Regions from separate parts of the Capra hircus genome. Here region 2 is linked to region 1. Evidence: chromatin contacts called from public Hi-C data. All regions are on one chromosome and are shown on one strand. The core of a region is the stretch at or near the end of the contact, and the rest is flanking DNA. Distances in the headings are between cores, read along the strand shown.

Region 1 (4,536 bases), core at 867-3,366:
CTCCCGGCCTGTGCTCTCCTGGATGGTCTGGAACCACAGATTGGGGACGAGGGGAGGTTCAGGGGCGAGGGCAGGGGCCCCCGCCAGGCGCTGGGGATGTGGCTGATCAAAGAGCTGCACCACACCATAGCTGGTCAGGTGTGTGTGGGCGTCCACCAGGTGCAGACACACGTTCTTCTCCTTCACAGCCTCCTTGCCCTGTAGTTTGTAGCCAAAGGTGAGGTCAATCCAGTGGTGTAGGTCCTGGGACACCTCTCGGCTCTCCAGCAGTGCCCGGTGGGCAGCCACGAACTCCTGGTTAGAGCGGCACCAGGCCGGCACATCTAGGTCAGGCATGTCGGGGTGGATGGAGCAGAAGATGGAGGGGTCAGTGTAGAACTCGGGAATGCACTCATCTGGAGTCCAGCTCTGCATCCGCTCCATGCTGGCCGGGTACTCGTGGGGCTCCCACTGCGCCCGCACGTGTCCGCAGAGCACCGACCGGGGTGTGCGCCGGGCCTTGTACACGTAGTAGGTGATGTCAGAAAGCACGTCGGAGATGTGGTGAGGGACGTGAGGTGGCTCCCCGCCGCCTGCGCCTCCTGCCACAAACGCCTGCCGGGTCATCTCATATGTGAAGTCCAGCTGCTTATCCCCCTTGTTGAGGCGGAACTTGGACTTGCGCAGGTCTCGGAAGCGCCCACGAGGCACGGTGAAGTCAACCACCCAGGGCAGCACCGGATGGTAGTTGGGGTCCCCCTGCCGCCGACCCGCCAACCGATTCAGTTGCATGAGGTAGTGGAAGTTGCTGATGCGGCCGTGGACCCAGTCTAGCACAAGGCCCCTGAGCTCCTCCTGGCACGTGGGACACCCAGGTCCCCGTCTTCCCTCCTCGCCAGGCTCGACACCTGCCCTGTTTCTTGCTTCCTGGGTCTCCTCATCCCCCGCCTCCTCGGGCCTCTCATAAGCACTCAGGTCCAGGCGGAGCTCGCTGCAAAGTTTCTCATCCACGGCAATGTGGTGCAAAGACAGGGCCCCGCAGGCCAGTCCCTGCTGGTGACAGGCATCCATGGCCCTCAGCACACGGAAGAGAATGAAGAGCACCTTGGCTTGGCTGTTGGTCAGCTTGGCGGGGCTGAAGGTGACCACATCGTGCAGGGAGAACTGCACATACGGGTGCACCACGTAGAGCATCTCCGGGGACTCCAACAGAGCTTCGGCTCTCAGAAGACTGGGAGAGGCAGGGCAGCCCCGAGGGGCACAGGGGCCTTCTCTGGCATATGAGGGGCACTGCGCAGCTTCGCCCAGTGGCAGGAAAGGGCAACCATAGACCCTCTGCAGAGCCTGTCGCACTGAATCCAGGGCAGGGACAGCTGCGGGGGCAGGGCTATGACTGTAGGGCTGCCCGTAAGTGTGATACGCGTGGCGCCACAGGTTGCGATAATTCTGGGCAGCCACATCCTGCATGAAGCGAGTGAGGGTCTCCGGGGTGCCGGATCCCTCCTCAAAAGCCAGGCCGCCCAGCGGGTAGGAGAGCCTTCGTTTCCGCAGCCCGTGCACCTCGACTCTAGTCCAGCCGGCAGGCAGCCTCTGCACGGAGCGTTGCAAGAGAGTCCTGACTTCCGCTTCGCTCAGGCCTTCGGCGCGCGGACAGGGTCCCGGGGGCAGCCTGCGCTCGCGGAGGCTGGCCAGCCAGCGCGCGGGCACTAGAGCCACCACGTGTGCGCCCCCCGGGGCCGGAGCCAGCTGCCGGGCATCGATGCTCAGGTCCCTCTCCACGCTCCGGAGCAGCTCCTCCATGTCGGGGCTCGGGGGCGGTGACCAGCCCTCCGCCTTGGCGGTAAGCGCGACTTCCCGCCCCCTGCTCCCCAGGGCCATCCCCTCTTGGCCGCCTGGGGGCAGCGCGGGGCAGAGCCCTGCCACAGCCCCCCTCGCCTCGGCTTACCGGATGCCAGGTGGGTAGGGGTAAGCGAGGGACGGGGGCTGGGGCGGAGGAGGCGGGGATGGGCCGGGGATAGAGGCGGGCCGTGGGGGCGCTCTTACCCCTCCGCAGGGTGCTGCGCTCCAGGCGCGGCCGGGCGGGGGCTGAGGGGCGCCAGCGCCAGGCTCCACCGCCAGGCTCCACCGTGACGGGTCAGCTGACGCTGCTCACGTGATCGCCCGGTACGGAAACAACCGCACGTGGCTCGACTGAACCCGGGAACCCCGCCTCCTCTAGGCCGCGCCACCGCCCGCCGGCCTCTCCTTACCCGCACCCTGCTAGGCCTGGTGGCAGCTTCGCTTCCTCCCGGGCTGAATCGGGCAGGGGTGGGGGCTATGAGCGGCCCACGAGACTTCCCTTTCCCTCCTTACTTCCTCCTTCAAGCGCTGAGACGCGGACCTATGGAGGGTTTCCCTTAGAGAGGGCAGCCTCAGGTGATCACCCCCGCCGCCGCCGCCTCAACCACCTCGCTCTGGTTTTACCGATAAGAATCCTGAACCAGAGCTGGGACTTTTCACATTAAGTCCCTTCACCGCCTCCAAGCTGCCTTCCAAAAGAAAGAGCTTTTAGTTTTCCAAAGTTTCAGCAGTAACATTCCATTTGGCCCTGGCAACTCTCAGTGATTTAGGAAGGGCGGTTATTATTGTTCATATTTTACAGGTAAAAAACCAAGAACCTCCGAAGAGGCTTGTCCAAGTGGCAGCATGGAAACTCACCAAACTGGGGCACAGATCTGCTCTGGAGTCCTCCCCACTGACAGCTCTTTTAAGGCTTTTTTTTTTTTTTTTAATAATAAAAATTCTGGGCAATCTTGGGCAGAGAAGTTGAAGGCGGAAAAGCCAGGATGGAAATGTTCCCCCAAGACTTCCTGTTGAAGATCTGTCTCTGCAGTATGACAGAGCCTGCCTGCTGTTGTCAGAGCCTGCCTGCTGTTGTCAGAGCCTTGCAGATGCCATGGTGGCTGGGGGGAAGGTGCAACACGGCAGGGAGCAGAAACCAGCGAGCTGGCGCCAGAACTACAGGACTCCTTCAAGACGTCTTGGTTCTGACTCATTTGTGGGATTGACAGGCCATTGTCTTCAGCGAGACACCAGTATCTATTTTTCCAGTCCCACTTCTAGAAGGAGAGTTTGCCTCATGTAGGAGTCTGGTGTGGAGGTGTGGGAGCTCCATAAAGACACTTAAGAAAAAAAATAAAGTCCTAATTAGAGAGGAACAGGAATGGCTCAGCCATAATTTGATTTCATCTGTATCCTTCTTGAAAAAGGCAGCTAGAACTGCTGATGTGCTTGGTCACATGACCTTGAGCGATAATAACTTAACAGCCACCACTTACAGAGCACTGATCAGGAGCCAGGCATCTTGCTAAGCAGTTTGCATACTTTAAATTCTTACCACAACCCTTTTTAAGAGGATAGTTTTAGATCCGTTTTAGGATGAGGAAGCTGACTAAGTAATTTGCTTAGGTCCCATAGCTAGGAAGTGGTAGAACCAGGATTCAAATCTAGGCCTGGCTCATTCTAAAACCAATGTTCTTTGTACTCCTTGGCCAAGTACTATTTTGTTTTTAATTAAAAAAAAAAAAAATTGGCCATGCCCTGTGGCATGTGGGATCTCAGTTCCCCAACCAGGGATGGAACCTGTGCTCCCTGCAGTAGGAGAGAGTTAACCACTAGATCTCCAGAGAAATCCCTTGTTTTGTTTTTTAAATTTTATTGGAATATAGTTGACTTGCAGTGTTGTGTTAGTTTCAAGTGTACAGCAAAGTGATTCAGTTATATATATACATATATTTATTCTTTTTCAGATACTTTTCATATGTTATTACAGAATACTGAGTACAGTTCCATGTGCTGTATGGTAGGTCTCTGTTTGTTATCTGTTTCTTATATAGTAGTGTGTGTGTTTTAATCCCAAGCTCCTAATTTGTCCCTCCCCCACTGTTTTCCCTTTGGTAACCATCGTGCCGTATTTTTTTTTTTTCACCTGGGAAATTATGTGTTCTTAACAATCTTGTATCCCTAACATTGGTCTAAGTACCTAAGACCAGAGGAGGGTCTGGAGGTAGTGCCTGCTTCTTGTGTGCTGCGTGCTAAGTTGCTTCAGTTGTGTCCAGCTCTTGGTTACCCTGTGGACTGTAGCACTCCAGGCTCCTCTGTCCACGAGATTCTGCAGGCAAGAATACCGGAGTGAGTAGCCACTCCCTTTTCCAGGGGATCTTCCTAACCCAGGGATCGAACCCACGTCTCTTATGACTCCTGCATTGACAGGCGGGTTCTTTACCACTAATGCACCTGAGCCTGCTTCTTAGTACCAACAAAATTTTGCAGTCTTTGCTCTGGTTTCAGTTTATCTAGACTAAGGAGGCATTCCTTTTTCTTTCTGCAAGTTTGTGTGTGCCCTGCCCTCTAGTGGTTTTAGCTTGTAATGCACCAATGACCTTGAGTGTAACTAACCTTATCTCTTAAGAGTTCTTTCCATCCCTTATATTGAGATGTCTTTGCAATACTGGGCACTGGTGTTCTAAATTCTGGGGTAATGACACCTTCCCCAATTCAAACCCTAAGACCGTGGTT
Region 2 (4,536 bases), core at 1,464-3,963, 100 kb before region 1:
GTAGTAGTCACTGTAACAAAGCTATTTCATGATGGCCCAAGTAACAATGTGTTATTGATCTAGTTACAACGAAATTCAATAGCAAATACTCTTGAACAGCAAAATCTCTGCCTCATTCCTTTGTACTTTAACAGAAAGGAAGGAAGGGCCAGTGGAACTGGGACAAAGGAGTGTTTCCCATAGTTCCACGGGCCTCACCCCAAGTGGTAATTATCCTTCACCCCTTTCAACTCCATCTTTACCTCAAATACTTTGCCCCTGAAAGACAACATGTTCAAAGCAGCCAGTCAATTAAATACAACATAAAAAACATAAGAAATCCAGCCAAAGGTAGTAAGTTGGGCAAATCACCTCTCCCTCAAGCCTACAGCATCCAGAGATTTCATAGAGATGCTAAGTATTGCTTTGTCTTGGCTTGCCTTCCTAAAAGCTGGGAATAACACAACCTACATGCTCATTTTAAAAACACTTTACTATTGCAAAACAACTGTGATGTTCCTATTTAATATCTTGAAACTTTATCTGAATAGGCTGCAGCTTCCCTTTTCCAATGTAAAACACCAAGTTAATACGTTTGGTATAGGTAAAAATTAAAATCTAGAAGGCCCCACTCCTGAAAGAAGCATGGTGATGACCAAGTCCCAAACCTTCCCTTCTCCTAAAAATCAGACGGTGACAGGAAGAATGAATGCTCGTCCCATAAACTAACACCCCATATACAGACTGCATCTTCAGTGAAGCTAGGGGAAAGAGACAAACTGCAAACTATGCCAAAGTGAGGCCCCAAACACCACAAAGACATCACAACTGTAAGAGAGAAGCAGCACGGACGATTCAGACACAAACAGTAAGGTCTCACCAGCACTAGAGTAAAACATGGGTGACTGCCTTTATGACGCTGGCGTGAGGAAGATCTTTCCCACTACAGCTCAAAAATCCAAAGTCTTAAAAAGCTGGAAAATAGTCCAGTTTGATGCATGATACTGGATGCTTGGGGCTGGTGCACTGAGACGACCCAGAGGGATGGTATGGGGAGGGAGGCCGGTTCAGGATGGGGAACACGTGTATACCTGTGGCGGATTCATGTTGATGTATGGCAAAACCAATACAATATTGTAAAGTAATTAACCTCCAATTAAAATAAATAAATTTATATTAAAAAAAAACCTGGAAAATACAAGTTCATAAAAACAAAAGAAAACTGCTGCACAGCAAAAAAAAACCCACCATAAGCAAAGTCTGAAAGACACTGTTAACTTGTATCAGAGATGAAGGACTAATTCTATTTTTTAAAAAAGATATCTTAAAAATTGAGAAGAAAAGGATAAACGAAAAATGGACAACACAACAGTTCGGAGAATAAAAAGCCCTTAATTAAACATTTAAAAGGATGCTCATATTGCTCACAATACAAATTAAGCACTACACTGAGATCTGAGTTTTCATCTATCAGATTGATTTAAAATAAAAATCAAAAGATTAACAACATACTCTGTTGGCATAGCTGTGAAGAAACAAGTATTTTCACATATTGTTGGTGGGAATGCAAAATGATACTATCCTATGAAGGGAACGCAAGCATATCTACCTACCACAAAGGCATTTATCCATGGATCCAACAATCTCACCTTTAACAACCAAAACCCCTCTGCCCATAAACCTGCGTATGTATAAGGTTATCTGCTGCAGCACTGTCTTAATAGCCAGAGTATGGAAACACCCAACTGCCCATCAATAAAAGGCTGGTTAAACTATGGAATAGTCATACAACACAATATGCTATACTGTTAACAAATGAATAAGTAAAAATGAGGAAGATCTTTAATATATATGAAAATATCTCTAAGCTAAAATTAAAAAACAAAAACAGGACTGAAAAAAGACAGACAACATAGTGCACACGGCTGTCTAGCTGTTCAGTGTTGTTTTTCTAAAATCCTACCTTTGGTGTAAGCAAAGTGGATTATGAGTGAAAATACGTAATTTATGCACTTGATTATATTTTCATTAAGAAATCCCTTGAAGGACAAAAAGAAACCACTGAAACTGGTTACCTACAGAGGGCAGCAGTGAGTACGAACAAGTCAAGAGAAGGCAGGGGCAGGAGTAAGATTTCTCTCTATTTAATTTTAGAGTTTTGCCTTCTGAAAGATGTAACTGTATTATCTACTCAAAATTTAAAACAAAAATTACTGTTTATTTTAAAAAAAATATGTCTATCTTAACATTTCAACTTTGAAAAGTATACAAGTTTTAATGGACAAATACGTGAACACAAAGCAGAGAAACAGCTCTAAGATTTGAAATAAACTGCCCCTGGATAGGAGCCAGAGGACAAAGAAGAACTGGGCAGGGAAATGTTTTTTTGGTTTTGCTTCAAAGAACACACTCGCAAAACTATTTGACTTTTAAAACTATGTACAAGACATGACAGAATAACAGAGACCAAGATGACCCTCCCACCAAAAATAACCAAAAGGAAGGCAAAATATTCATGAGACAAATGATTCTCAGGATACAGGACATTAAGCAACAAAGGACAGTAATTCTGAGACAGAGGAAACAAACAAGGCGAGTGTGACTGCACCAGAGTACTGGAAGCCCTGAGGGTTTCCAGGCTGTGGCACAGGAAGTGGGCATGGAGCAACCCCTGAGTTAAGGAGATGGAATTGAGCATGTGGGGAATAAAGACATGGGGGTTCTCAGGACAAAGCACCAGAGAAGACAGCTGCACGGAGAAAGGCCTCCAGAGATGATGGAAGGTTCCCCTCGAGGAGTCGGCAGAGTACTGGTTGGCTGATCTCTGTGTGGAAACTATCGGAAGCCAGGGAAAGAAAGAACCATCTGAGAAGGCCTCGGGGATCAGTGTCCAGTGCTTACAACAAGCTAGAAACAGCACCTGTACCTAACAGCCAGAATGGAAAACTTCACATTCACGGGGCACTGAGTAGGATACTGATGGGTCTTGCCTCTGTACTATGAATAAATGCCCAGAATAAATGCCATTCTCTGATCCCATCTAACAAATTTTAAAAGCAACATCCCAAAAGATAAAACTGTTTCCAAATAATTTAACTGTATCCCCGAAAAAAATTCAAGAATACAAGTTTCCAGCACCCAACGGTACGAATCACAATGCCTGAATTCATTCCAAGATTACCAAGCACACAAAGCAGAAAAATATTCTTAATAAGGGAAAAAAAATTGACTGATTAAAATAGACCAAGAACTGATACTGATGCTATTAAAAAGCAGAGACATCATTTTGCCAACAAAGGTCTGTATAGTCAAAGCTATGGTTTTTCCAGTAGTCATGCACAGGTGTGAGTCGGACCATAAAGAAGGCTGAGAGTCAAAGAATTGATGCTTTCGAGAGGATTCTTGAGAGTCCCTGAACAGCAAGGAGATCAAACCAGTCAATCCTAAAGGAAATCAACCCTGAATATTGAACTTTGGCTACTTGATGCAAAGAGCCAGCTCATTGGAAAAGACCCTGAAGCTGGGAAAGATTGAAGGCAGGAGAAGGGGATGACCAAGGATGAGATGATTGGATGGCAACACTGATTCAACGGACATGAGTTTGAGTAAACTCCCAGAGATAGTGAAGGACAGGGAAGCCTGTCACGGGGTCACAAAGAGTCAGATACAACTGAGCGACTGAACAACAAAGTTAAGTCAACTGTTTCTCTGAGTTCTGGAAGCCACTGTAACAAATTAATATAATTGAGGGCTTCCCTGGTGGCTCAGTGGTAAAGAATCTGCCTGCCAATACAGGAGACGTGGGTTCAATCCCTGATCAGGGACAATCCCACAAGCTGTGGAGCAATCAAGCCCATGTGCTGCAACTACTGAGCCGATGCACCACAACTACCGAAGCCCACAAGCCCTAGAGCCCGCGCTCCACAAGAGAAGCCACTGCAAGGAGAAGCCAAGCACCGCAGCTAGAGAGCAGCCTCCGCTAGCTGCGATCGGGGAAAGCCCATGCTCAGCAGCGAAGACTCAGCAGTGCCAAAAATACACAAACCAAAATTTTCAAAATCAATCTAATTGAATCAGAAGAGGGAACTGGAGGAGTCTAGGATTTACAGCCAGCTGGTCAGAACCACAGATAACAAACAGGACTTTCAACTGAAGGGAGCAGTGGTGGGGGGTGGGGTCAGGGGCGGGGATAAGGCAGTCTGCTGGGCCTGAGCCCTTACCCTGGGAGATCTGGTGCCAACTCCAGGTACCCAGTGTCAGAATTAAACTGAACTGTAGGAGACCCAGCTGGTGGCCATAGAGAACTGGAGCATGGCTTCATAGGGAGGAAAAAACCCACACATCTGGTCACAGCCAGAAATATGTATGATTGTTGCGTGCAGAGAAAAACAGAGGAGAGGTTCTTCCTTTACAGAGTCCTACCATCATTTTTTCAGTATTAAAAAAAAAATCTGAAAGAGTAACCTGTTACTCTTTCCTAGAGTAAGACCCCCCCTTAGATGAACAAATGAAACTACAGCAAAAGGAAGCATTCCAGATCTATTAAGAGGTATTCAG

What was found. A called contact is a pair of places that touch in the nucleus more often than the background predicts.
Region 2: a Hi-C map of blood shows a contact between it and region 1, with 4 times the contacts expected there. The contact joins the enhancer-like site here to the promoter of WDR81 in region 1. A contact is called at or near these places in 2 of 5 Hi-C or Micro-C datasets (both in blood).

The regions. Positions count from the first base shown.
Region 1 is chr19:22,614,694-22,619,229 of ARS1.2, reverse strand. WDR81 (WD repeat-containing protein 81) reads right to left here and starts at 2,116. Exons shown (of 10, transcript XM_018064399.1): 1 at 1-2,116. The coding sequence starts at 1,857.
Region 2 is chr19:22,714,963-22,719,498 of ARS1.2, reverse strand. The region is part of intron 5 of RPA1 (replication protein A 70 kDa DNA-binding subunit); the gene reads right to left. Among named protein-coding and RNA genes, the nearest start is that of RPA1, 21 kb to the right of the region's middle. Within about 2 kb of position 2,713, at least 1 of the 5 cell types and tissues checked has an H3K27ac peak or open chromatin away from gene starts, as enhancers often do.